Regions from separate parts of the Sus scrofa genome. Here all the other regions are linked to region 1. The links are chromatin contacts, called in public Hi-C and HiChIP or PLAC-seq maps. All regions are on one chromosome and are shown on one strand. The core of a region is the stretch at or near the end of the contact, and the rest is flanking DNA. Distances in the headings are between cores, read along the strand shown.

The links. A called contact is a pair of places that touch in the nucleus more often than the background predicts. HiChIP or PLAC-seq counts read pairs in DNA pulled down with a chosen protein or histone mark.
Region 2: an H3K27ac HiChIP or PLAC-seq map of skeletal muscle shows a contact between it and region 1. The contact joins the promoter of IGF1R here to the enhancer-like site in region 1. A contact is called at or near these places in 4 of 5 promoter capture datasets (fetal liver, fetal skeletal muscle and liver), 26 of 47 Hi-C or Micro-C datasets (alveolar macrophages, blood, brain and 16 more) and 2 of 2 datasets of contacts at active chromatin or transcription factors (alveolar macrophages and skeletal muscle).
Region 3: a Hi-C map of embryonic fibroblasts shows a contact between it and region 1, with 6 times the contacts expected there. The contact joins two enhancer-like sites. A contact is called at or near these places in 1 of 5 promoter capture datasets (liver), 5 of 47 Hi-C or Micro-C datasets (embryonic fibroblasts, fetal heart ventricle, mesenteric adipose tissue and 1 more) and 1 of 2 datasets of contacts at active chromatin or transcription factors (skeletal muscle).
Region 4: an H3K27ac HiChIP or PLAC-seq map of skeletal muscle shows a contact between it and region 1, with 4 times the contacts expected there. The contact joins two enhancer-like sites. A contact is called at or near these places in 3 of 47 Hi-C or Micro-C datasets (embryonic fibroblasts, epiblast stem cells and heart right ventricle) and 1 of 2 datasets of contacts at active chromatin or transcription factors (skeletal muscle).

The regions. Positions count from the first base shown.
Region 1 is chr1:137,487,701-137,492,962 of Sscrofa11.1, reverse strand. The region is part of intron 2 of IGF1R (insulin like growth factor 1 receptor); the gene reads left to right. Among named protein-coding and RNA genes, the nearest start is that of PGPEP1L, 180 kb to the right of the region's middle. Within about 2 kb of position 1,867, at least 71 of the 83 cell types and tissues checked have an H3K27ac peak or open chromatin away from gene starts, as enhancers often do. A contact at or near this core is called in alveolar macrophages, brain, embryonic fibroblasts and 9 more, where this site is marked.
Region 2 is chr1:137,687,448-137,692,516 of Sscrofa11.1, reverse strand. It overlaps IGF1R (insulin like growth factor 1 receptor), which reads left to right and starts at 2,084. Exons shown (of 21, transcript NM_214172.1): 1 at 2,084-2,205. The coding sequence starts at 2,112.
Region 3 is chr1:137,279,912-137,285,047 of Sscrofa11.1, reverse strand. The region is part of intron 1 of FAM169B (protein FAM169B); the gene reads left to right. Among named protein-coding and RNA genes, the nearest start is that of FAM169B, 15 kb to the left of the region's middle. Within about 2 kb of position 2,822, at least 32 of the 83 cell types and tissues checked have an H3K27ac peak or open chromatin away from gene starts, as enhancers often do. A contact at or near this core is called in embryonic fibroblasts, where this site is marked.
Region 4 is chr1:137,630,050-137,635,024 of Sscrofa11.1, reverse strand. The region is part of intron 2 of IGF1R (insulin like growth factor 1 receptor); the gene reads left to right. Among named protein-coding and RNA genes, the nearest start is that of IGF1R, 58 kb to the left of the region's middle. Within about 2 kb of position 2,999, at least 10 of the 83 cell types and tissues checked have an H3K27ac peak or open chromatin away from gene starts, as enhancers often do. A contact at or near this core is called in skeletal muscle, where this site is marked.

The DNA of each region.
Region 1 (5,262 bases), core at 618-3,117:
TGTCCACCCCAAGTAGGAAGTAATTTGTAGGCAGAAGAGGAATTTGAAAAGTGCTTCACCACAGAGGAAACAGCATAGGCAAGAGCAGCTGCATGTGTGTAGGGACCACTGAGAGAGGGGAAGGAGAAGGCCAGGGTCTCCAGCTTGGGGCAGGGGGGATGGGAGGGGAGGGAAGGCATCAGCAAGGAGCCCGTTAGAAGAACATGCAGAGTTAGCTGGGAGAAGATGCGGACTGCATGCAAAGGCTTGGCAAGCTGGGAGAACACTAATCGTGGGCCTGTGGCTCCATAGATCCACACATCAGAAGATGACACTGCTTTTGCCCTCAAGAAGTTCAGGGTCTAGTGAGGGGGCCAGACCTGTCAGCAGAGTCAGAATGCGGCATCGAATGTGTCTCGCCATCAGGGACACTTACCTAAGTGTGCTTTCTGAGGAGTTCTGCAGGGTCAGGGAAGCGGTGGAGAACAGTGGCCTCTCCTGGGCAGGCAGGGGATAGCACAGAAAGCAGAAAGAACAGTTAAGAGTGAAGGGTGTGTGTGGCCAGTGCAGGACCAGAACTGAAGGAAGGAAGTTGCATGCCTGGGGGCTGGAGCCATGCTGGAAGAGCTAAGGGGTACTAACTCCATACCACAGGCTGTGGAGGCTTTTTACAGAAAGGGGAGACTCGAGGGTTGAAGGATGCAGTTCCCTGGGACTGCTAGGTAGGGAGGCGCTATTAGAACAGGCAGACAACTGGACACTGGGGCCTGGAGGTGATGAAGACGACCCCCAGGTGGTCAGTTTACCCTAAGTTGTGTCCTGCAAGAGTCATTTTGTATCAGTATGGCTGTCTGGCCACGGTGGCAACATAGCTCACCATTAGAGTGTTGAGTCGGTGGGCAAACAAATGGAGTGGAGATCCCTCTTGGATCTGTCCTCCTGGTTCCCTTCTCCACTAGTACAGGAAGGAGCCTCTCTGTCCTCTCTCTCAGTTAGGTGGTTTGTGTGTGTCTCTCAAGTGCCCACGCCCCTCCTGGAGGCAGCCCCAGGAGCTGCCCAGCTTGGGGGAGCAGCGCCTCCCTGGCAGCTGCAGATTTTTCTCGCTAAGGTCCTTTGAGACTTTATGGTGAGGCCAGAATGAGGAGTGGATTGTGATTCAAGTCAAACCAGATGGGGAGTTACCGTTACCACGAGATACATTATCCTGGGCAAAATACTCCCTCTATGGAAAATGCATGTTCACTGCTTATTTCTTGTCAAGTGAGCTTAATATCATCTCAGTTTTTATACACACACACACACTCTTCCAAACAGCTCTGAGTGAGATCACAGCTCCAGGAACTTGAGATCAGAAGGTCTAACAGGGCATCTGATATACCTCTGTGCCATGGAGGGCACATTGTGTAAGGAAACAATTTTTAGTACTGGGGTTTAAAAGCACTTCTGAAAAGACAGAACTAGAAAATTTAGAGGAAGGGAAGGTCAACCAAAATGGCTCTTGCTCCGGTTTGAGAGTTGTTAAACCCTAAGAAGGAGAATAAATAGCAGAAACAAACCATTTTGGTTTTGCACAGAACAAAAATGATGTGAAGCTGCAAGTCAGCAGTTCTAGCCCAGCAGCTCTAAAGGAACACCCATTCGTGTTTGCTTTTCTGGGGTATCCTTGGTCGTCTCCCCACTGTGGGTTCCTTTTGTCTTGGTGCAGCCCCAGTTCAGAGCGAGGACGGGCAGCAGGCATCCCAAGCCCTCCCCGCCTCGCCTTGCCTCGCCTCGCCTCGGTGGACCAAGGTTGTTTACTACTTTCTACTCGGAGTAGCACGCCAATCACGACGGCCCGCCCTCCTCCCTGTCCAATCGGCTCGTTGGGAAAGTCCACCTTTCCGCGGGGGCTGGGCAGCGACTGGCTGGGGCAGCTGTCAGTCAAGCGGGCATCCCGCAAGGATGCAGCAGGAGTATTAGGGACTCGATCACCAGAGCTGAGGAGGAGTAACCTTCCCTATAAACAAGATGCCCCCCCCAATAAAGCAGGGCGGGGGTGGTGGTGGCGGGGGGGTGCACCGCAGCACAACCTAGCCCTGGGGCCCCACTGGAGCCGAGCGGGCTGAGCGCAGAGTCGGGGAATCCCTCCCTCCCTCCTCGCTCAGCCTCCCGCCCACCGCTGCAGTTGTAAACACGTTTCCCTCCATGTCTGTTTTCCCTTCTTTCTACCAGTGGCCATTACAGGCTGCTGTTTACCAAAATCTCGTCGGGCACATACCCTCCTCCTGGTCCCGTCCTCCATTGCCCGCGTCTCCCTGCCTTTATTCTGGCCTTTTTCTTTTCCTTCCCGCGGTCTTCAGACTAAAGGAGGCTAAGTTGCAACCAGGCTTGTTTTCCTTTTATTCCTGTCCATGTGGGACAAGTCACGCCTTGTCAACATGCACCATTTTCTGCGGAGATCATGCTTCCTTTTTAAATTGCGTGCATGGACTAGATTGATTTTGGTTAGGAACACTGCAGCTGAAACAGCTCTGGAAGGACTGGGTGGATTTTTTTGTTGTTACTGTTTCGGGACGCGGCAAATGCTGTTTTAATTCCGTGCTTCTTTCCAAGGTGGGTCTTGACTCCTTCACCCACTCCTAGATTTGAGATGTGTGCCCCCCGCCCCAAGACAGCATTGTGCTGAACTAAATGTTTTTGTACCTTATTCTGTGATGTGAATCAGGTTTCCCATTTCCAGCTGCACAATGTGGTTGTATTCAGTGTGATAGGGGCGTAGTGGACAGGAATTATTTGCGACAGGGCTGCCTGGAAGATGCGGAGTGGAGTTTGCGTGGCCTGGAGCAGCTCCAGTGTCTGAGGCTTCTCTGTTCCGTTACAGAGGCTCCAAGCAGGAAGCGTAGGCAAAATGGCAAAATACAGTATGTGGCATTCGGTTCAAAAATGCCTCCTTTTTAGGAGCTGGTGTTACACAGGACATCCAGTCCTCTTTAGCTTTTCTGCTCAGAAGAAAGAGAAAGTTTTCCATAAGATGGCTTGTTTGGGATATTTTGTGAGAGGCCCTATCACCAAAAAAAAGGAAAAAAAAATGATGATTTTGAGTTTCTGACTTGCTGAGTGGAGGTTAGGCCTCCTTCAGATGCCGAGTCACAGTCACGGAGCAAAAAGGCCTCTGCTTCTTGGTTTATAGGAATCGCAGAAACATACGTGGAGCTGCAGCCTGTGGGGGCAAGATGGAGCCTTCTGCCCATCTCAACCCTACAGCCTGTGTACTTTCTCAGCAGTGGGGCATTTGAGTTGCTTGTAGGGAATGTAAAGGGGGAAAGGTACATTGCAAATAAAATGTAAACAATATCTGTGGTTGTCCTGATTTCCAAGAGCCACTTCCAGGACCACTTAAGCCCAGGAAACAGGTCCTATTTCAAGTTATCCACCACATCTGATTTAGATTTCTCCCTCCTCCCACCCCCTCTCTTCTAGCTGTCCATTTGTACTCTCCCCTCCTAGGATGTTTTTTCTAGGTGATCAAATTAGTGTGTATTCATGTGTATCGTGGTAGTGTTGTGAGGATAGGTTCAGCTTTCACTTCATGACTTGAGAGAAGTGGTTCTGGGGCATCATTCCGTTACCAAAGGTGATGGAGAGGGCGAGGGCAGAGTCCTGCCTCAGGGCCGTGAAGTTCTTGGCACCGTCATCATCCGGCCTTGTGAAGTTACAAACTAGGCGATTGCTTGAAGTCAAAAAGACACTTCAGTATAAGGCGGAGTGCCGTCATGACCCGTGTTCCAGCTCTGGGCCCTTCTGCACTCACCTCTGTGAACCTAGGTTTCTGCCCCCCTCCCCCCCCAATCCCCACCTGGCCCTGGCAGGAGGTGGAAAGATGACCTCTATGCTGTGTTGAGAAGACTAAACGAAACATCTTAAGTAAGAAGTACCTGACTTGCAGAGGTGCCCAACTTGCCCTCTCTAGTAAATCTTCCTTCTTTTGGGGCCCCTCACATGGGCCTCCCACTTCTTCAGGGTGGCACGTTGAGCTCATCTTTCGCTGGGTTTCTGCATCACCTGCTCTTCTCTGGCCAGGTCAGCCTGTTCATTTTTCCATGCCAACAGCCTCTGTGCCAGTAAGTCACGTCTGAATAACCAAAGCATGTTTCCCTGCTGGAAGATGCCAGGGTAGGCTGGTCTGGGAGCCAAGTGGCTTTCTCCTGTTCAAATAAGCTTGGGAAGCAGGAGGGCCTGGCTGCTTTGCTCTTTAGTGGCTCGAGGCACGTTTGGAAACACCTTTAATCCCCACCCCAGAGTCGGATTGCCCCTTTCTTTCCCACATGACCGGGCTGTGAGTGCTTGGTGAGCTGACTTTAGCCTGCCTTGGCCTCTGTGTACCCTCGGAGCCTGCCAGCCTCCAGGCTACTCAGGGCTGCTATGACTACAGGGCATGTGGGGCTCCCAGCTGCCATCCTGAGCAACCTCCCTGGTTTTGGATGCCCCCTCCAACCCCTGTGCCCCCCCCCCCCCCGCCACAAACCCGCTCTATCTTCTAGAACCAACTTCAGATTGCCCCTCTGGGAGACATCCTCTTACCCCCACCACTGCACTAGCTTCTCACCCTCTTTTCTCACAAGTCTTATTCTCTGCACTCGTGGGACACTGATGCTATCTTTCGGGATGTCCTCCATGGTCTCATGTTCATCTTTTACTTTCTGGGCATCTCTCAAGCTGGGTGAGAGGCAGCGTCATATGATGGCACCCTGGGCTATGGAGCCAGACACACCGGCACCTTGGACACATGACTGACCCTCTGAGCATGTCTTTCCTCATCTGTAGAAAAGGGTGATAATACCTGTCCCTTAGGGGAGCCATGAAGATTAACTGTGCTTGGCACCAAGTTTGCTCCTAGTAGGCATTCAGTAAGTGTGAGCTATTGTCAGTGTTGTTTTTTTATGAGCCATACATGGAGATGTTACTAACATACATTTATAGGACCTCCTAGAGAATGGGAATTATGAAAAATCACTTACTAGGGAACCTCACTATTATTTGTTTACCTTTCCTCCATAAGGTCAGATGTCCTTTACTGTACTTATGGCCTGCTGTGTTCTATTTGGCCAACCCTTGGCAAATATTAAACAAACAAACAAACAAAAATGAGCCCCTCATGTGTATATATTTAAAACCTGTTGCTTTGTCAATAGTGATATTTTAATGAAAAAGAATAGTTATAGGTCAGACTTCTAGAACTTCTAATCTGAAGGAATTGGGCCAAACGGCAAAGTCTGAACCCCTTGACGACAGAGTTGTCTGACC
Region 2 (5,069 bases), core at 835-3,334, 200 kb before region 1:
TTCCTCCCGGACCCCACAGACACGCCCCCTAGGCTCTGGGGCCCCTCTGCTCCGCACTGTGCACGCGTTCCGGCAGCTCCCTGCAGCCGCCCACGTGGTGGAACCAGGAGCAGCGCGAGTCAGCGAGGATCTCACCGAACCCGCCGCTGATGTTGGAGGCCGCGCCAGGGCTACCCATCCCGCCCGGCCCCCAGTCCGGGCCCCATATTTCCTCTCTCCCGGAGGGAGGGAGGCGACACTCCGCGGGCCACCCCTCCCCGGCGCCTGCCGCGCCCCCTGGCGGCCGCCGCGGTGACGCGCCCTGGGTACGCGGGGCAGCCTGACTGCCCCCCCCCCCCTTAGCCCGCTCAGGGCCCCGGCGGGCTGTCTCCCCTTGCTCCCCCAGCCGAGCCACGCAGGCCGCGCCCTGCCCCGTAGCTGACCGCGAAACCTGGAACTGTAGGCTCCCCAGTGGCGACGCTGCAGCCGCCCCAGCCTTGCGTGAAAGTGTCCGCTTAGTAGCCTGGAGGTCTCCTTTCTCCCAGGTGTGCCCCTCCCGCCACATTCAGGCTATCCAGCTTGCTGCGAAAAAATGCCGCATGCACGAACTTATTTATTTATTTTGCAACAGCTGCAAGAAACAATGAAGCTTTTCAAGAACCGGGTAAACGCGCTTTCCAGCCGTGATGTTGTTGTTTTCAATGAACCTCTCGCGCCCCGCACTCCCCGCCCCAGCCCCTCCTCCCCTCCACTGGTAGCTCCGCGGCGGAGCCCGGACGGGCGCCGGGGGCATTGTTTTTGGAGTCTTGCGGGAGGGGAGGGCGCGTGCAGGGTGGCCGGCGCAGTGCGGGTGGGGGCGAGAGCGTGTGGGCGCGCGCACGCGTGTGCCCGCGAGGGCGAGAGGCGGGGGCGGTGCCTCGCAGCTTCGCATCCCACGCCCGGGCTCCGCTCCGCACGTCCCTGGAATCCCGAGCTCCGGCTCTTGGCGCGCGCCGGCCTGGGCCGGGCCCTCGGCGCGCGGCGGCTGCGGCTGAGGCAGTTCCAGTGTATGCGCGGGCGCGTGTGCGCGGCCTCGAGCGCGCGCGCGAGCCCCCAGTGTGTGGCAGCGGCGGCAGCGGCGCGGCGAGGCTGAGGCTCTTGTTTACCAGCATTAACTCCGCTGAGCGGAAAAAAAAAAAAAAAAAAAAAAAAAAAAAAAAAAAGGAAAAAAACCCGAGGAGGAGCGAGCGCACCAGGCGAACTCGAGAGGCGAGCGAGGGAGAGGGACGCCGCCTGCAAGCCTGCCCCCAGCGCACCCGTGCCCGGCGCTTGGAGACCCTCGTCCCCGCTCCACGGGCCCTCCACGCCCCTCCCGCGCGAGGGGAGCTCCACGGCGCGCCGCGCGCCTCGGCTTTGACCTTCAGCGAGCCGGAGCCCCCGCGCGCGGAGCCGGCGGCAGCGGGCGGGGGCCGGGCGGGGGCCGGCGCGGGGCGGGCAGCGGCGGCGCGGAGCCCGGGCGGCGCGGCAGGAGTGCTGAGCGCGGCGCGGCCGGCCCGCCGCTTTGTGTGTGTCCTGGATTTGGGAAGGAGCTCGCGGCGGCGGCGGCGGCGCTGAGGGAGGAGGAGGCGGCGGCGAGTGGAGCCTGGAGGAGGAGGAGGGGGAGCCGCTCATTCATTTTTACTCCGCATTTCTGCCCCCGGCCGGCCTCTCCTGAGACCCAGACTTCGGGGCAATCTTGCGAACTGCGTCGCGCCCTCCCACCGCTAAGGCTCAGGGGTCGGACAGTCTCCCCCTCCTTCTGGGGTCGGGTTTGTTTTTCCTCGCTGAGACGGATTTGGGCTTTGCCTCTTTTCTTTGCAGTTTTTCATCCTCTCCTGCCTCTCTCGGTTTGAAAATGGAGGCCGACGACGCCGACAGCCCGCCCCGGCGCGCCTTGGGTTCCCGACTCCGCCGAGCCCTGGGCCGCGGTTGCCGGCGCTGAGGGGCCGCCCCGTCCGCGCTGCCCGGCGGACCCCCCGACCGGCGCCGCCTTTGGAGTATTGTTTCCTTCGCCCTTGTTTTTGGAGGGGTGGGCGAAGACTGAGTTTGAGACTTTTTCGTTTCCTCCCCCCCTTTTTTTTTGAGAAAGGGGAATTTCGTCCCAAATAAAAGGAATGAAGTCTGGCTCCGGAGGAGGGTCCCCGACCTCGCTGTGGGGGCTCCTGTTTTTCTCCGCCGCGCTCTCGCTCTGGCCGACGAGTGGAGAAAGTGAGTATGTGCCCGCCGCCCGCGGCCACTGCGGGAACTTTTCCTCCGAGGGGCTGCGCCCTGTTTGCGAAACCCGAGTTGCCACCGTCGCAGCTGTCGGGCTCCCGGGCTCGGGAGTCGCGGGGCGGGGCGCCGAGGGGCTCGGCCGAAAGGCCGGAGGGGCCCCGGGGCCCAGGCTTGTTAGTTTGGAGCCCCGCGGGCCCCAGCTCCGCGCATCCCCGCGCGGGAAGGGCCTCGGTGTTTTCTCTTCCTCTGTCCCGAGAGCCTTGCCCGGGGGGCCCGCTGTCTTCGAAGCTCTCATGCTTTGGCGGCCCGCGGTCGGGCTGGGAGCTGGGGCTCCAGCCGAGAAGTTCGCATCCGGCCGGCCCCGCCACCCGCACCTTGCGCCTCTCGAGGCGCGCGGGGCCGCCCCGCACTCAGCGCTGGTCACCGCTCAGCGCTCAGGCGGCGGTGACAGCTCATGCAGCACCCTCGCTGCTTGGGCGGACTCTGTGCCCGGTAGCAGGAGTGGGCAGCCCACCAGCCTCAGGGGTGCCCGGCGGAGAGGCCCCGCAGTCCCCAGGACAGGTTACCAAATATCCTAGCGCGGCCTCCTGTCGTCCAGCCTTGCCCCTTGGGCTCTTTGGGTTCCTGGCCTTCCCTGTCGCTTTCACCGGACTCCGTGCGGTCACCTGCCCCCCGTTTCTTGGGGCTGCTCAGTATGGCTCAGGGATGCGGGAAGCGTTCTCGCCTAGATCTCCACCCCTCCATGCACCCCCTGGAAAAGTGCGAGGTCCGGGCCCTGTATCAGTCGGGCTCTTCCGGGAAGCGCGTCCAGACCCCTAGTAAGAGTTCTGGGATCTTCTCCCAGTTTCTACCGGACTCTGGACGCTCTTGGCGGAACTAGGGGGTGGTAGGACAGCATCCGAGTGTGCGGGAGTGGGTGTGTGGTCGGAGCCGACGTGCATTTCCACACACGTGCTCACAACGCGAGGCTTTAGCTGCAGCCACATGGCTGCTCAGGGACACCCAGACGCCCGGCCCTGGCGAAAGGTATCTTGTGTCGTCGTTTATGGAGCTCCAGGGTCTGCGACGGAGGGTGTTTTGTTTTGCAAGCGCGCAGCCCTGGCCTTGGTTTCGTGGCCATAGTTTTGTTGCACTCCCCCCCTCCCTGCCCCGCACTTCCTTTGTACACAGTTAATAAGGATATCGCTCCACACGCTATCGCTTGCAATCTGATAGCTTTTGTTTTGGTAGCGTCGGGTAGGGGGCAGGGAAGTGCTGGGAGGGAGGGAGAACTTAGGGCCCCGCGGGTGTGTGGAGGGGTGAAAGGAGAGGGTTCTTTTCTTCTCAAAACATTAAAATGAGGCTTACTGGTACATTCTCGATGGCAGGGTAACTTGAACACGATTAAAGTTTAAATGCAGTCACAGAACTGGGGCTGGGAACGGCGAGGGCGTGTTGGTGAGTAATGGTTGCCAAGGGTATGCAGGTGGTGCCAGTTAACTTTGAAAATCACGACTGAGCCTTGAAGAGTGAGGGGGAGAATTGCGAGGCAGCGGGGCCATCTGGCCCCATTACAGGGGCAGTTCGGAAAGGCTGTTCGCGTAAACAAACCCTTAAACATTTTGTAAGAAATGAGTCCATGATGGAGTAAGGGCAGATTTTTATAGAATTAGTGTGTGGACTGCATGGAGTAAGACTCAGATTGTGTCCGGACCTTCCTCAAATCTGAGCTCTCCTGCTCTTTGTTTTCTAAACTTTCAGCACACTGGATTGGGCGAAAGGCTTTCGGCTCCCTTCTAAGGCTCGCAGATGGTGTTTAGGGGCACAGAGGAGGGTTTCAAGCCTTTAAAAACTATATGTAATTAAGGAGACACAGGAAAGTTGATCCATTTTATTATGGCATGTTGTCGAACTGTGTGGTGTCTCTAGCTTTATTGTTCAATGTTGGTAAATTCTGAAATTCACAATAGCAGGGATGGCCCTGCTTCTCCATGCAAGAGTCCGGCATTTTAAAATAGGATGTCTTGTTTGGAGTTCTTCATGAAGGGTGGGTTTTTGGGGTTTTTGATTGTTTGTTTGTTTTTCTTGAGAAAACAGGCAGGAGGAGAAGGGGCATTTTAATGTACTTTTATAATCCAAGATGTCAGCGCTTTTCTCAAGGATCCCTTGAAAATGGTTGGTCTCTGAAAACTTGATGGATGGGCAGAAGGCACCCCAATCCTGGTTATGGTTTGTTGAAGTTCAAACTCACTACCTGCCCCTCCTACAGCTCTAAAGTTTTCAGAAGTAAATGATAGGCTCACTCTAATCGTGTGTTCAGTTTTCAGTCCTAAAGGTGCTGGAATGCTTACTTCTGGTAGAAACAAACTACTGAGTCCTATCAGAGATCAGCATTCTTTGGACTGTCTAGTAGGATATAAAGATTGGGGTGCTGTTGGTTCTTACTGTGTTGGCCTACTTAGGCATCAGTGTTTTCTCTCGGACTGTGATAGCTGTAGAGTGATCTTTAAACCTTTGACTGTGACAATTTAGAAGTTTTGAAGCAGCCGAAGTCCTACCCGACTGTTGTCTAGCAATACACTGTGAGCGGTGCATCAAAATGAAGGAGGTTTGGGAGTTAGGAATGATAGCTAAATAATAGGGTGGCTTGCTTAAAAAATGAAGGGAAAAAAACCAAACAAACCATGCCCTTCAAATGTATTGTGACCATCTCATTAAAAGGATTCAGTCAGCTTTCTGCCCCAGGCACAGTCATGTCCTATTGTTAGGGAAGTGTAGGTATGTGAAAGATGGGTGTTTAAAGAAGTTGCCATTTTATTACCAGAGGAAGAATCCAGAATAAGAAGTTTGGAAAGAACCTAAATAGCAAATTATAGTTT
Region 3 (5,136 bases), core at 1,573-4,072, 210 kb after region 1:
CAATGCTCAGATTACAAGACCTTCATATTAAAAGCAATTAGGATTACATAAATCCTCGTGTGGGTGGCACATCAAGTTATCTGCATATTTTACCATCTTAGATTTAGGACAAGTGATTTATTCTCAGCCAAGGCAATGACAAGTTGCAAGTTGGCCAATACTAAATCTGTGATAACAGAGCAACAGGCTCCCTGTCAATTACTGGTAATGAAACCTCTCCTGCTACCACCTGCAGACCTTTCCTGGCGCTTCCTCCTTCCCTGACAATTTTGCTCATCTGCTCAGAAATTCTAACATATTCTGCATTCTGTCTTCCAACTTTTTTTTTTCAATTCTTTTGCTAAGAATATTTTGGCAATCAGATGCTCTTCAAAACCCAACAAAAATATCCAAGTGTGTATTTGCTTCACCTTCTGTTCTCCTCTCCTCTCTGTAGAAGATTGCTTTGCTGACACCATGGACCCCTTTTCCCATGGTCCTTGAACTCCAGGCATTTGCCTGTTTTCTGCCTGTCTGATAGTCATGGGTCCCCCTGCCTGGATGTTATGTCAAAGCACACTTCTCTAAGGAATGATTTGTCATCTGTCAGTCAATATTCTGGGACTGGGGTTTCCTAGTTAAATCAATTTGGGAGATAAAGGCTAGATTAAGCAAATCCCATTGCTGCAGGATGTCTAAATGTCCTGATAGCTGATAGGTGCATAGAACTTGTAGCAGTGAGCTCTGAGTGTCACAGGTGGTCCTCTTTTCCATACTTGCTGGCCTCAGACACCTCCTTCCACATCATATCTTGTGAAGGAAGTGTTCCACAGGATATTTGCATGAAATTGAGCCATGATCCAAGGGAAGGCCTGAACCTTGCATTCTTCAATATTAAATAAACCCCAGACACTGCCTTGCACAACTGTGGGTATTTCTCACTGTGTGCAATGGTCCTCTTCCTTTTTAAAAAAATTAAATGGAATCATACTTTATGTTAAGAGTAGTTCTCAGTTTTAAGGCATCCTATGGTGAATGCTTTTGGAGGGTTGGGATGAAGTTTGCATTTGTGAATACTGATTTTCCTTGAAGCGTGCACATTTTTTTTTTCTTTTCTTTTTACAACTGCACTTGAGGCAGTTGGAAGCTCCTGGGCTAGGGATCAAATCCGAGCTACAGCTTAGGCCTACACCACAGTCATGGCAACACCAGATCTGAGTTGCATCTGTGACCTCTGCCACAGCTTATAGCAACACTGGATCCTTAACCCACTGAATGAGGTCAGGGATCGAACTCGAATCCTCACAGAGACAATGTTGGGTCATTAACTCGCTGAGCCACAACGGGATCTCCTGAAGCATACACCTTTGAAATGCATCTTTGAAGTGCATGCCTCACTAGATATCAGGAACCCTGATGAATTCCTGGTGCTGAATTCTGAGCCATCAAGGTGGCATTTGGAAATCTCCCTTTAGACACTACCCTACTGCCGTGGATATGCAAAACACTTGGGTTCATATACTTCTTGTCTGATGCCCTCTCTCTGGTTAGATACTAGTCTCCAAGCTCTCTGCTAAGCTCAGAATTAGGCACTTAAACCCCCTCAGAAGATTTCTTCTATGGTAAGGATTCTTTCTTCCATTAAGTTCCTTTAGAGGAAAATTAATTTGCAAAGAAAATAACCAGACAGCTTATGTGAAAAATAAAGAAAAGTAAGCATAAAAAATTGTTTTAACATATTATCACGAGTAAGAATTGTGCTTTCTGTAGTTCAAGAATGTCACCTCTCGGAGTTCCTGTCATGGCTCAGTGGTTAACGAATCTGACTAGCATCCATGAGGATGTAGGTTTAATCCCCGGCCTTGCTCAGTGGGTTAAGGATCTGGTGTTGCCATGAGCTGTGGAATAGGTGGCAGATTCATCTTGGATCCTGTGTTGCTGTGGTGTAGGCCAGCAGCTACAGCTCTGATTTGACCCCTAGCCTGGGACCCTCCATATGCCATGGTTATAGCCTTAAAGAGCAAAAAAGAAAAAGAAAAAGAATGTCAACTCTGATCACAGCCAGTTTTTCCAGTGACCTATGCCATGCAGTTACTGACAGAGGCTTTCAGTAAAGTTGAAATTCTTAAAAAGTGGGGATCGTAAAATTTAAAACCTCTTTATTAATGTTTCTCATAATTATAGTCTAATATGAGAAAAACTGCACTTTGCTAAAGTGAAAGAATTTTCCTAATCTTTGGGGTGAGGTGGTATTTGGAGAGAATAATATTCTGCAAAGGATGCTGAATGGATAAGTGCAGAGCATTGCTTCTTTTCAAAGCCTTCCTTTGTTGGCTTTGCTGTTTACGTTGGGAGGACCGAAAAGCATGAGGAAAGCTTTGGAACAGTAGGCCTTACCTGGCTGGAGCAGCAGTGGACAAGCTCAGGAGGGCGTGGAGGCCATTCATGAAGCCCTGAAAACTTAAGCTATAGTACGAAGATCCTGAATAAGTCAGCCTTTTCCCCTGAAGAATGCATTAAGATCGATCTCTGCTTTTGTTTTCTGGTTGACTACAGCCAACAGGCGTTTAAAGTAAATTCTTAAATTCCGGGTTCGTTGGGGGATTTTGGTTTCTTTACAGTCTGCAATGAATTATCATTTCAACGGTGTGCCTTTTTTCATAAAAGCATTTTACATTGTACTGAAAAGATTACATTCTTTTGGCTTTGGAAAAATATTTCCTGTTCGGTTCAAGCTATTAAAGCCAGTTAGCGTTTCACATCTGGAAGCCCCTGCCCGAGTCTGCCTTCCATCACCAGAGTGGCGGCCAGGTTGGCCTCCCGCGCATGCGTAAAACGCCCCAGACTTGTTTACTTCCCGAGGGCCCCTGTGCAGGCCCAAATGTGCCCTTGCGGTTTGGGGTGGGGGTGGGGGGCTTCCTCCCTGCGATGGAGGCGGGGTTGTGTGTGTGTGTTCGTGTGTGTGTGTGTGTGTGTGTGTGCGTGCGTGCGCAGGCGCGCGCTGCTTGCCTGCTTTCTCCCTCCCAGGTTGGGGAGGGGGGTCTCCCTTCCCAGCCAGCATTGGATACCCCCTCCCCTTTCCTGCCTCAAGCATCTCCTTTTTTTCCCCCTCCCACCCGGTTTTCCAGAAAGCTAACCCAAACATTTTCCGTGTAAAAGGGAATCTGCCCGAACTTTTCCAATGAGGCGTTTTCCCCCAGCGAGAGGAGAAGGAATTAAAACCCAAAAGGCTGGAGGGCCTCAGGTTCCCTGCACCCCGCCGCGTCCCTCACCCCTTGTGGCGGGGGTGGGGGTGGGGTGGGGGGCTCGGGGGTCTGGCCCACCGTGGAGGTTTTGAAGGGGAACCCAGTGTGGGTTCGGCCTGGGTAGTCCTGGGAGTGTTGAGATCTCTGAAGTCCTCTTTGTGGAGGGTTAATTCATCCTCAGAGGCAGGCCTGAAGCAGACACTGGTCTCAGGGCTTGGGGATAATTGATTGTGCCAGGGGCTTCTTGTTGAGAAAACCTCCAGGGACCTGCCAGAGTGCCCAGGGGATTCTGTCAGCCAGGATCTTGGAGTGGGTCTCAGCTTCTGGGGAAGTGATTTCGTGGTGTTCAAGAATTGTATTCACTGTATTTCTCCTGATGACTCTTGACCAGAGCTGAGTCAGGAGAACCAGGCACCTGAGGGGGGCACCAGTCAGAGGCCTCTGGGTCCAGTGGTCCTGGGTGAGGTACCCCCCCAGCGCACCCCCTTCCGGAGAACCTGGAGGGTTACAGTGTCCTCCCAGTCCCCTGTCACCAGGGGTCTCTGCTTGTTTGTGTGTGGTGGGGCACGTCTTGATAAGGCTCTTCTGTCAGCCCTCAACCTCATGGGGGCGGACTGAAAGCCTGGCTCTGACTACCGTCTCTCCCAAGACACAGGGCCAGCACCAGAGGGTAAAAGAGGTGGGGTTTTTACTTGCTCTTTAAATGGCGTTCCCCCGGGGCAGGGTTGGAGAAAGTAGCTATTGCAGTTGTTCTCCTGGGAGATGCATGTGGCACCAGTTAGGTATCCCAGGGCTGAAACAGCCCACTTCCCAGTATGTTTTTCTTAATTTATTTGAATGTGCACTGAATCCTTTTTCATATCTGTGGGAAGCCACTAGACCAGCTAGATGAATAGCACTTTGAATAGCGAGCTCAGCTGAACAACCATCCACATTTCCGAAGTGCTCAGAATGGGAAAGGTGTAGGGAGAGGTCTGTGTGTGGGGTGGGGGTGGGGGGGCAGGAGAGGAACACTCAGAAGGAAGCACTCAGTGTGCCTGGTGGGGCTCTTCATGTTCCTGGTGGGGTGAGGCTGCCTGGCCTGTTGAGTCCTGTGAAAGGCTGAGTTCAGGTGTGTGAGGCAATGCAAGATGGGGGAGGTGGCCAAGGTGTATCAGTTCCCATTCTGGACCTAGCTGGATTCGAACACAGAACTCTGACCCACAGAGCCCTTGTCTTTGGGGGCTCCAGAAAGGCCCTTGGGTGTGCTGGAGTTTGAGACGGGCCTTGAAGATGGCAAGCAGAAGGAGCTGGGGAGTAGGGGTGCTGCAGGGGGAGGAGGCATGGAATTGTAAATGACCTTCAAGGCTTGGCAGAGGACACTGTTTTGATGAGGTCACTCACATCATCTGAGTGTTTTATACATTTTGAAATCAGACCTTCCTGCCCTGGTGTTGCCACTGACCAGCCAAGTTCTCTTTGGGCCTCAATTTTCTCATCTGTAAATGGGAGTTAGGTTGGACTTGGTGACATAGGAAGTGTGGAGCACTCAGCATTCCCCTGGTAGCTGCAGTTATTTTAATTGGTGGCAGGTGGAGGTAGGATAGGCAGAGGGGGTGAGGCCAGAGGCTATTGTAAGATGCTGAGGCCTTGAACTGAGAGCATCAGGATGACCGGAGAGAGGTGATGTAAGCTGAGGGTTTAGTGACAGGTTTGAAGTGGTCCCTAATAAGGAGCCAATGGCTTGGCTTGGATTCATCTGGCTTTGCCCTGTATGCTCAGAGGTCCCAGTGAGGAGTAAGGAGGGCATACTGGTTCAGCCTGCGGGCTGTGTCTGATTTGTTGCTGAGGGGTCCCTGGCTGATTGTAGTGAGAAGGAGCCTGGGCTTCCTTGAATGTATGTGTGTGGAGAGAGAAAACATACACGCACCCC
Region 4 (4,975 bases), core at 1,750-4,249, 140 kb before region 1:
AGGCAGTTCCACAGACAGCGCCATGAAGGAAATGACTACGCTATGGGTTCTCTGCATGCTTCTGTGTTTCTCTGTTGTTTCACGATTTTGAGGGGTGATTTTATGCAGGCTTGAGTTATTCATTCCTAAAAAGTGATTGACCCTTAAGAAAAACTGTGTATGGCTTTTTCCTTTCCTGAAAATGTAGCTGGTGCCCCTCACATGTGGCACTGTTGATTCCTTCATCCATGCCCTCAGATATCACTTCCGTCTCTCTTACCTATGCAGCTGTCTCTTTTCTGGCTCCTTTTCCGTGTCCTGTCTTTAGCAGCTGGTATTCTCCAGAGTAACACCCGGGGCCTTCTTTCTCCTGTCCTATTGCCGCAGAATAGCTCCCCACTGCTTCAGCATCCTCCTGTCTGCATGGGCCATGCAAATAACTCTCTGTGAGCTCTCTACCCTGTATGCATTTATGTCTGGACCACCATGGGCGTTTCAGTGTCCAGTGGTCCTTCCTGGCTTCTCCCTTCCAGCCCAGGGCTTTTCTTTCATCCCCTCTCTGCATGGGCAGCATTCTTGTTCTCCTGGTTCCCATGTCAGACACTTGGGTACCATTTGGATGCTTCCTTCTCCAACTGGACACCAAGCCCTTACCGTCTGAAATGTTTCTCTGATCTGCTGTCCTCCACTTCCCCCTCTGCCCAATCAGTGAGTGACACAGCCTCTCCCCAGCCTCCCTGCTTCTCCACCTTGGCCTGGTGACCTTCCCTACAAGCACTCTGACAGAGAGCCACCTCCCAGTCCCCTCATGAGAGCCTGTAAAACCCTGCAAAACTGGGCCATGCACTTGGTGTTCCGCCTGTAGTGTCCTTCCCCACGGTGGTGTTCTTTCCCCCTGAGCAGCTGGCCACCACTGGCCAGCAGATGCCTCACCCATTGGCAGAGGACCGCAGGGCTTGGTGGGAAGCTGGTGAGCCCATCCCGAGGAGGAGAAGCCTGCCTGTGGTGCTGGGTGAATTCTGGGTGTGTCCTTCAGCTCTTGGCCTGGGTGGCTGTCACCCCAGAGGTGAGCACACACCTGCTTTGTGGAAGATTGATTGTCAGGAAGATATATTTCCCCCTTGCCCAGAGAGCAGTGTGGAGCAATAGTCCTTAGCAAGCCAAAAGACTCGAGGATTATGAAATGTGGATGTCTCCCGTGTCATTTTCACGGCCCTTCCTCCCCAGAGGTTCCCCAGACCAGCTCTTAACTGGCAGGGAGCGTCAACCATGGATGGTAGCTCTTCTTTCTCCTGCCCTGCAGAATGACTCAAGGCCAAAGATGATGGAGAAATGGGGGGAACCATCTTCAAAATTGAAGTGTGCCCTGGGGTGCCATTCATTTATTCACTGGAGGCCAGCCACATCCAGGGAGGAGGGAACAGGGGTGAACTTTCTCCAGGTACCTGTGGTTAGTTCTCTCCCTGCCCAGCGCATTGCCTAAGTGTGCCTGGGGTTTCCTTGCCAGGGGGCTTTCTGGTGCTTGATTTCAAGTATCGAATTAGCCCCCGCTACCCCCCTCCCCCAAGAATCCAAAAACATATTGCTGAACTTAGTCTCCAAGTACTTTGTAACTTCTTAGGGTGAACAGCTTGTGGTCCACTCAGATCGCTGTATTGCCTGTGAACAGGCCCGGTCTTTGCCAGGAAATCCACAAAGTCGACAAGCCGGGCCATGTTGGAAGCTGGCTTTGCTGGTGGTGAAGGCTTACTTCAATTAAAAGGGCATTGACTGGAACAGTGGTCCTGGAGTTTGTTTGAGTTCCTACCGCCTTTAAAATGAGAAACCAGGAAAACAGCAGATTGGAGTTAAAAGGCAGGAAATGGCTTCCTTTATTGACAAAAGCAAAGCATTTTACTGCCATCTCACTGATGGGGTCAAAGACTTAAAATGAAGGCAGGTGGTATAAAAAAGAGAATTCTACATTTTTTAAAGCCCCAGACAGGTTCTCATGTTTTTGTTTATCCGAATCTCCTCACAAGGGTGGTATTGTTGTATGGGGTGGAATTGCCCCACTTCCTCATTTGCTTATAGATTGCTATGTTGGGGCCACCAGGTAAGAGTGGAGGACTTGTTTAAGTGCTTGTAAATCACCTGCTGGACCGAGGTAAGGGGGAGGGGGGCACAATTTCTCTGCCCTGAGACCCCATGCATGTGATATGCATTATTTCATCTTAACACTTCTTTTGTAAGTTCAAGCCGCCCGTAAGGATCTTTCTGTGAAATGCTGTCTGCTGCCGGGTCCTGCATGGGCTGGCCCCCCCACTGCCAAGGTGGGCCAGGGTCAGGGCCTGCCTGTCCATGTGGGGCCGGCAGAGGTCTGAGTGGCCTGCAAGGAGGGGCAGGCCATCCAGCAGGCTCTGGCTTGTGTGTTGCTCGGAGCTTGTCTCTTTTCCCCTGGAAGGCCCCTGCTCTGGTCAGCTGCTCCTGGTGTGGGGGTTTCTTTATTTAGAAGGGGGTCACATGCCCCTGGGCCTCATTTCTATGCCTTTTATAGTCACGCGTGGAGATAGCATTCTCTTCTCCCTGACTGGCGACCCTGTTACCAGAATGGAGAGGCAGCCTGTGCCCATGGTTCCCTGGGACCCTCTTAGCCCACCCCACCTCTCAGTTCCTGAGACTTGTTATTGAAAGGCTTTATTCTTGGCCAACTGTCACCTAATTAAGGTGTCACTCTCCTGGGCTCCCTTCAGAAGTTTGTTTTTTTATTAGGGATCTCAGCTTAGAGACTTCAGAGCTTTTAGAATAATTCTCCTAGGGTGATATTTGCAATTCTAGGTATTTGGCAAATAGCTGGAGTCCCTTCCCATCTCATCAGTTAAGCTTGCTTGTAAGGCTCTTCTGGTTTCTTCCTACCCCTAAAAAGTCTGTTTCTTTTGTTGCATTAATATTTCAATCTTGCTTTTCTTGTGTGTATGCCAGCGTGACATTCTCTGCTAGAGTGGGGATGACGTGGGACGTGTGGGCCCGTGGCTAATCTTGTCCGGTATTGCATTGCTCAACTTGAGTGCACAGGGTGGTTTAGGACTTAGATTTGGCTTGTGGTGGAGCTGGGAGCCATGACTTGGAAACACGCCTCCTTCTAGCATGTGGTGTGACTCCAGGACTTAGACTGCACGAGGCGGGGTCTCTGACACCATCCTTGGGGTGGAGTGTTCCACTCTGACTTGGAGGGAATGAGAGAAGTCTAGGTGTCCCGGGGATGCCAGTGGCAGAAGATGGGATCTTTCTGTCTACGACACATAGGCTATTAAACAGAAGAGGCATCTGTTTATCACTGTGCCTAACTTGGGAATATGGCTTTAAGACCTTAAGACATTATGCAGAAGAAGGAACCGCAGGTGGAGATCCAAAATCTAGACCATTCTGGGCTCTGCCACTGGCTCACATTTGCCTGGGGTGGGCATGGTGATGGGAGCAAGGGGTCTTGTCTAGTCCTGATAGCCTGTCTCCATCTCTGGAGGAGCAGGGACCTCAGAGCCTCTGTAATAACCGTGTGAACCCTGTGGCAGGAGGAGGCAGTGGGGCTGTGAGCCCTCCTCAGAGTTCGGGGGTGGGGCAGTTGTCATCTCAGGTCAAGGAGTGATGGGGACTTCTGGGGCTTGTGTAGGTAGGGAAGAGTGACCATACAGGAAAGATTATGAACCTTCAGGGTCAGCTCAGCTGCTGTTCTTCACTTCCCAGGGGGTCATGGGCCTGGCCAGGACCACTCTCCTGGGATTCCCAGCGTTTCCATCCCCAACAGTGCTGTGAAGCCCATGAGGGCAGCTGTCACCATCACGTGCCTGCCGCCTTCTACTTGACTGGTCTTCAGGCATGTTTAGGGGGCCCTGCACCTGGAAAGTGTGGTTTTACCCCTTGAACTGGACCAGCATGGCATTTTTTTTCTTTTCAGGGCTGCTCCTGTGGCACATGAAAGTCCCTGGGCTAGGGCTTGAAGAGGAGCTGCAGCTGCCGGCCTGCGTCACAGCCACAGCAACATGGGATCCGAACTGCATCTGCAACCTGTGCCACAGCTCACAGCAATGCTAGATCCTTAGCCCACTGAGTGAGGACGTGGATCGAACCTGCATCCTCATGGGTACTAGTTGGGTTCTTAACCCACTGAACTACAGTGGGAACTCCCCATCATGGCATTTAAGATTGAGATTTTGTATAAAATGGGATTTAAAAAAACTAACACATTCCTATGTAGACAAATAGTATCACCTGGGAGAGGTTTAAGAACAGTCTAAGCTTCCATACATTACCTTCATGTGTTCCCAGGTGCTGTGAGGAGGCTGCCAGGCTCCATCTTCCATCTGTGAAATAAGGCTGAACAGATATGGAGTTTGTAAAGCACTAGACAGAGTGCCCAGCACATAGTAGGATCCTGGGAAATGGCAGTTTAATTCTTTTTAAAAAATTAAACTAGGCTACCTAAGAGCTGCATTCTAAGGTCCATTAAAAGTTCTGAGCATTAAGCTGGATTGACTGTGTATGTTTATTGCCATATCTTATATGGTTTTTATTGCTTTTTCTAAATTGCAAAATCTCAATTACCTAAATAGCATGGCATAGTGTAGGAATGGTTCTTGCTAATTCAGTCCAATTGTTCAAATTCCTGTGTTTGTCCAGATAAGCCATATCTTTAAAGAACATTCAGTGAGGTACATATGTCTATATGGGGGTGCCAGGGGGAGCCTCTGTAGTTACATGTAAACTCTGGTTATCAAACCCTATGAATTTATTTCTCTTGCAAGCTTGGTGTTGGGAAGAATTAAGAATGTCAGCAACGAGATTCTTGTTTGATACTAACATTAAATATTATCTTTTTAAAATGTTCTTTTTCACAGAGAGCAGTAAAGTAGCTAGAGTGGAACAATTAGGGATAAAGATAACAAGGATGTATGTTTTTATTTGTGACAGCTGCAGGTCTCAACGGGTAAAGGTAGCCAGCCATCTGCTCATGGCTGAA